Linked DNA regions of Pan troglodytes: region 2 is linked to region 1. A link is a contact called in public HiChIP or PLAC-seq data. All regions are on one chromosome and are shown on one strand. Each heading gives the region's core, a stretch centred on a gene start, on an enhancer-like site or on the middle of the called end of the contact. The rest is flanking DNA. Distances are from core to core; before and after follow the strand shown. Region 1 holds the start of EFS (embryonal Fyn-associated substrate). Region 2 holds the start of NGDN (neuroguidin).

Evidence for each region. HiChIP or PLAC-seq counts read pairs in DNA pulled down with a chosen protein or histone mark.
Region 2: a contact with region 1 is called in an H3K4me3 HiChIP or PLAC-seq map of stem cell-derived excitatory neurons, with 3 times the contacts expected there. The contact joins the promoter of NGDN here to the promoter of EFS in region 1. A contact is called at or near these places in 1 of 7 Hi-C or Micro-C datasets (stem cell-derived neural progenitor cells) and 1 of 1 datasets of contacts at active chromatin or transcription factors (stem cell-derived excitatory neurons).

What each region holds. Positions count from the first base shown.
Region 1 is chr15:21,734,906-21,738,074 of NHGRI_mPanTro3-v2.0_pri, forward strand. EFS (embryonal Fyn-associated substrate) reads right to left here and starts at 1,534. Exons shown (of 7, transcript XM_009427503.4): 1 at 1,451-1,534. The coding sequence starts at 1,468.
Region 2 is chr15:21,838,567-21,841,735 of NHGRI_mPanTro3-v2.0_pri, forward strand. It overlaps NGDN (neuroguidin), which reads left to right and starts at 1,629. Exons shown (of 11, transcript XM_001163084.8): 1 at 1,629-2,169; 2 at 2,484-2,543. The coding sequence starts at 2,158.

The sequences.
Region 1 (3,169 bases), core at 284-2,783:
CAGAGGTACTCTATCTCCAGAGGGCCTCCTTCCCCACTCTGAGCTAGGGTTTCCTGGCCATCGTTACAGATTGAGGGACTAAAAGGAATGTGGGGCCAGGTGCGGTGGCTCATGCCTGTAATCTCAGCACTTTGGAAGGCTGAGGCGGATGGATTGTTTGAGCCCAGGAGTTTGAGACCAGCCTGGGCAACATGGCAAAACCCCGCCTCTACAAAAAATACAAAAAGCTGATGTGGTGGTGCGTGCTTGTAGTCCCAGCTACTCAAGAGGCTGAGGTAGGTGGATCACCTGAGCCCAGGAGGTCAAGGCTGCAGTGAGCCGTGATTGTGCCACTGCACTCCAGCCTGGGTGACAGGGTGAGACCTTGTCTCAAAAAAAATAAAAATAAAAAAATAAAAAATGGAGTTTGGTCTGAGAAAGAACCAAACTTGAACCTGTCCTCAAAGGGTATGGGAGGACATTGGGTGGCTCTGTGCTTCTCTTTCCAGTCTCTCTCCGAGAGTCCCCACTGAGAAGGGAACAGAAAGCAGGTGACGGCCTCGCTTCCCTGGGAATCTTAGGCAGGACCTAGAAGAGGGTGGAAAGGGAACAAAGCTGCCTGGATTCAGACTGCATAGACTGTAGAACAGAAAGCAGAGGTGGGGCTGTAGAGCGCTCCTCCCGGTGTTAGGACTGAGTTCTGTCCAATGGAGCCAAGCCTCTGGGCCCTGCCATTGCAGGACAGTTGTTGATGGACTGATTGATGATGGGTGTGACCACTCCTGCTCTATCCCCCAGCAGCCCAGCTGACTGGTGAGGGAATGGCCAGCCTAATGTGGGTGGCAGAGAGCCTCTGTGCTCTCTGGGAGGCCTCCTCCCACTGTCCCATCATGCCAGCTGTCTCCTCCCTTTGTCCCGATCCTTGGAAAGTGGCCTGAGGCTGGCTGACATCACCTCCCCTCCTCCCTTTCTCCTTGCCTGATCTCCCTCCTTTGCTCTATCTCCCTTTTTTCCCTATCCCTCGTCTCGAGATGGGCCTCCTTGGGTCCTTCAGCCTCTCATTTTCCGTTTTCCGTGAGCCACTAGGTCCTTTCAGCCCCCTCCAAACCTTTTACTTGCCTCCCAATCATAAGCCTCTGCCAACCACCAGTGGCCATCTGTTCCCGCCCAAAAGGAGCAGATAGGACTCGGGCTACGCTTGCCCCCTCCCCTCCATTCAGGCGCAGCCTCTAGGAAGAAAAAGGAGAATGGGGAGGGGGCGGGGAAGAGGGGCGAGCCCTGAGCCAGGAGGAGCAGGGGATGAGGAGTGAGAGGGAGAAGGGAAACAAAAGTGAGAGGAGGGGGACACAGCCTCCTGGAGAAGAAAGGGACCAAGGAGAGAGACAAAGAGAGGGCAGAAATAACGTGACAGGAGCGCAGGGCAGGCCGTGGAGGTCTCTCCCCGGTAGCCTCCACTCCCTGGTGGACTCACCGACGTGGCAATGGCCATGGCTTTGGCCTCCCGCGCAGCCTGCCTCAGGCCAGGCTCGGTTTTGCTGACTTCAGCGGTGGCTGCCCCGCACCATGGTCCGCGGCCTCTAGCCCCCAGCTGTGGCGCCTGAGTCGTGGCCTCCGCCAAGGTTGGAGGAGGAGAAAGAAAACCCACAAAACTTCCCAAATGAGAGGCAGGCTAGCCAGGCAGGAGGAGGAGCGGGGCGGGCCGGGGCGTCGCTGCGGGACGGCATCCAAGGGCGCGCGCTGCGTGCTGTCCCCGCGGCCTCCCGGGCGCCACCGGCTCGGCCAGGCCCCGGGAGCTGCCCGCCCTAGGCCGCGGGGGCGCCCCGGGCTCGCAGGATCCGAAAATTCCCTTCCGGGGCCGGGGCGGGTGAGCAGGCGGGCGCTGGGCTGCGCTCGACGCCTCTCCAGGCCGCTCAGGAGAGCCTCGAGGGCTGGGAGAAGCCGCCGGGGCGGTTGGGCTGGACGAGCGAGTTTAGGGGCCAACCGTCTCCACCCGCCGGCCGCGCTGCAGAGCGGTGCTCCCAGGGCTGGGGTCTGCGGCGACCCCGCTGGGAGGAAGGGAGAGCGAGAACTGAGACGCTTGCCCCAAGTTGCCTGGAGCCAAAGGCCCCCGAGAGCGTGGCCGTGGGGCTGGGTCGCTGGAGTGGCCGCTTCTGCCCAGACACTCGCACCCCCGGCGGCGCGGCGGTTTTCACGCGCGCACTCACTCAGCGCGCCCGGGGGTCTGAGGTCGCCGCCACGGCGCCTCGCCCCGGGCAGCAGCAACCAGCACGTAGGCACCCCTGGAACAGGCGGGACGGCCTTCCCGAAGCGCGGCCTGCGCCCAGGCGGCGGAGGGGCCCAGCCCCCTTCCAGTCCTCGGCTCCAGGGCGCAGGGCCACGAGCTCCCGCTCCCACCCTCGGCCCCTGGCACCCGGCGCCGGCTCCGCCGCCCCCTCTCACACGCACCCTTGGCAGGGCCCCGCGGGGCGCCCCAGAGCTTGAGGGCAGCTCCCAGGTGTCTCTGGGAAGGGAAAGAAAGGCCACAAAGCAAAAGAAGGAGCAAAGAGAAGGCGAAGGAGGAGCAGGGGCCCGGGTCCTGTGGACTCGCCTGGGCTGGGAGTGGGGACACTGAGAGGGCTGCGAAGGCTCCGGGGGTCGCGCGTGGCCCGCAGGCTCACCCCTGGCCCGCGGCTGCCCTTCCCTCCCCTTCCTGGGCTCCTGGCCCCTCTCAGTGCTGTTCCTTTCTCCTCCCCTCAGGCCCTCTCCTCTCCGGCGCGGGGCTCCGTCCTGGGGATTAAGAGAAAGGAGGGAGGGGAAAGGGGAGGGGAAGGGAAGGGGCGGAGGAGAAAGAGGGACGATCCTTCCAAAGGCGGGTGTTGAGTTTCAGCTCAGGACCCTCGGGTCCGACTGCCTGTGGTACCCCCCACACCCCCCACCCCCGTCCCGCCCTGGCCCTGCCCCAGTCCCCGGCGCCTTCCTCCTCCGGACTCCGCTGCAGGCCTCGCTTGCGGTGGTCCGATCGGCTTTCTCCGGGAGCTTTCCTCTCCCCGCCACGCCCCCGTCTCCCCGGCCGTCCCCGCGCCTCTCGGCCTCCCTTTCATTAGCCCCACATCTGTCTTTCCCATGGGAGGGAGCGCGCGCCTTCCGCCCAGCGGGGCCCTTAGCAGAGCCTCTCCAATCCTCGGCGCCTCCCCTACACAGGGTTCGCTGG
Region 2 (3,169 bases), core at 379-2,878, 100 kb after region 1:
CCTCAGCCTCCAGAGTAGCTGGGACTACAGGCTCAAGTCACCGTTCCTGGTGGACAATTATTTTAATAATCAAGGCCGGGAGCAGTGGCTCATACCTGTAATCCCAGCACTTTGGGAGGCTGAGGCAGGTGGATAGTGAGGTCAGGAATTTGAGACCAGCCTGGCCAACCATGGTTTAGTAGAAACCCCGTCTCTACTAAAAATACAAAAAATGAGCTGGACATGGTGGCGGGTGCCTGTAATCCCAGCTACTCAGGAGGCTGAGGCAGGAGAATCGCTTGAACAGGGAGGCAGAAGTTGCAGTGAGCCAAGATCGCGGCATTGCACTCCAGCTTGGGCAACAGTATGAGACTCCGCTCAAAAAAAAAAAAAAAAAAAAAAAAAAAAAGGCCGGGCGCGGTGGCTTACGCCTGTAATCCCAGCACTTTGGGAGGCTGAGGCGGGCAGATCACGAGGTCAGGAGATCGAGACCATCCTAGCTAACATGGTGAAACCCTGTCTCTACTAAAAAAAAAAAAAAAAAAAAAAAAAAAAAAAAAATCAGCCGGGTGTGGTGGCAAGTGCCTGTAGTCCCAGCTACTCGGGAGGGCGAGACAGGAGAATCGCTTGAACCCGGGAGGCGGAGGTTGCAGTGAGCCGAGATCACGCCACTGCACTCCAGCTTGGGCGACAGAGTGAGACGTGGTCTCAAAAAAACCCAAAATATGGCAGTGCAATTTGTTTTCTCATTGCTATCATAAAGCATATGAACAAACTAAATTTCAAATTCCCCGAAAAGGAAAAGTTTATTGCTGATCTAATTAGACAGGTCCGAAAATTTATGTAGAAATAGAAACTTTTCATAATACAAATCTTAACAAAACATTACAAAAGCTACTGGATAATTGACTAAGTATGCTGCAACAGCGTCCTGAGCTTCCACGGTGGGCCTGAAGCAGCAAATAAATGTTAGAGGAGTGGGGACTGAACACCCTCCTGCCTTCTTGAATCCAGCAAGATCTAGATACCAGGATTTCCGTACCCCACCTGCCCAGATACAGGTGTTATTCTTAATTCCAAAAGACAGCTTCAAGTCGGTAAGATCTGATCTCTAGACCCAGCTCTGTTGGACGAGTTGTGAACAAAAAATTATACACTATCATTCACCCTTTCGGTGCTTTATTTCCTAAGGCATGGGATGGGAACAATGAGTATCCGTCCAACCTACTTCACCAGCTTGTGAAAAACCAGAGTGAGAGAACACATCTGAAAGCACTGGGTAATGATGAGGCAGGTTATACTGAAACATGCACTGCCAGAGTTTGAACCAAGTTCTGCTGAAGACCTGTGTGACCGCGGTCAGTCATGTAAATATGAACGGTTCCCCAACTTGTAAAACGTATTCTTTTCATGTCCCCAAACTGGTAGGAGCGAAGAGTGTCGGGGCGTTATTGGAGCCGTTTCTCAGCGCTCCACAGTGCACACCAAGAGGGCAGGTGTCCTCGCACTCGGTTTCTAAACTCTGGCTCTGGGCTTCTCTAGCCTCGCTCTCTTATTTACAGATGAAGAAGGCTCAGAGACCGAGTGACTTGTCCACGGTCACACAAGGAGTACTGTTACAGAATCGATTCCAGGGCCACCGGGTCTGTGAGGCATTTGGCGCGGTGGCTGTTGGATGAGCAGCCAGCAATGGCGGCTCTGCAATGTCGACACCGCAAAGCAAAGCCGAGGCCCATCACCTAGCGGCCGGTTCAGGCACTACAAGAAAAGTGCCGTGAAAAAAGACTCTGGGTGCTGCGGCAGACGGGAGCCAATACGCGCTAAGTTCGCTCTGCTAATTCCTTTTTTCTATTGGTCCTTCCAACTGTCAATCAATTATTTGCCTGTCTCTTATTGGCTTGCCGTCAATCATTTTACTCAGTCTACCAATCACACGCTCCTTGCCAAGTGCTTTTTTTTTCGTCCTGACGTCTCTTTCTGAGTCTGACGAATTTAGCCAGTTCCTTTATTCCATTGGCCAGATCAGACTCCTCCTCTCGTTTATCCTGTTGGGGGCGGAAGTGAGAGAGCCCTTATTCGTATTGGCTTAGATTTGCAAGCGGCAGTTGTCTATCAAATCTATCAAGACGCCCTTAGAGCTCAGGAAGTACGAAACCGGAAGGGGTGGGCTTTGCGAAGATGGCGGCGCTGGTGAGTTTGGTGTGGTTTCTCCCTCGCGTAGCTATTGTGGAGTTTTCCTTTGCCTTCAGCGGCTGGAGGCAAACTGTTGGTACCAGGGAAGGGTGGTGATGAAAGTTGCTTCAGGAAGGCGGCCTCCCTAGAGTTACCGTTCCTGTCCAGTAACCCAAGGGGCTGGCTTTAAGGCGAGTCTGTGAACCCGAGTGTGAAGGCCCCGAGTCTGGGTGTCTGACGGAGAGAGGGCAGTTTCCCACTCTAGACTTTCCGCTTTCTTATAATCCTGAGGAAAGAATGACTTTTCTTTACGCCTCCTCTCCCTTCTGTAGGGGGTGCTGGAGTCAGACCTGCCAAGTGCCGTGACACTTCTGAAAAATCTCCAGGAGCAAGTGAGTAGTGTCGCCTCTGGAATAAATTAGTCACGGATTGGCTTTGAGTTTGTGTGCTTCACCTCAAAACTTTGGTGATTGAGATACGTGAATGCTTCCAAAAATCTTAAGAGTAAAATGATGTAATCAAAACCTTTTCACGCCAGAATTCTAAGTAATTGATTCTGCACCCAAGGGAATACAAGAAACTCCAAAAAGAAATTATCTGAATAGTTTTCCTTTATTCATATAGCTAAGGAAACCAGTGCTTGGAATGGTAACATGACTTGCCCTTTGGGTGCCCAGGTAATATACACTTATATACGGATGCTTCTCGACTTAACGATGGAGGTTATGGCTTGATAAACCCATTGTAATTCGAAAACCTCATAAGTCGAAATTTAGGCTTGATGCCGCTGCCCAGCATCACGAGAAAAGGACGGTTTCTACCGAATGCATATTCCTTTTACACCCTCGTAAAGTGGAAATTAAGTCATAAGTCGGGGAGTTGTGTAGTTCTATGCATTGTAAGTTCAACTAGTACAAACAAAATTACAGTCCTTCAGTCACTACTCTCTCAGTCCTTTTCTCCTCCCTGTGGTTCAGTAAAAGATGGTCTCTTCTTTAAGAAGTGGAAAGTTTTTTTT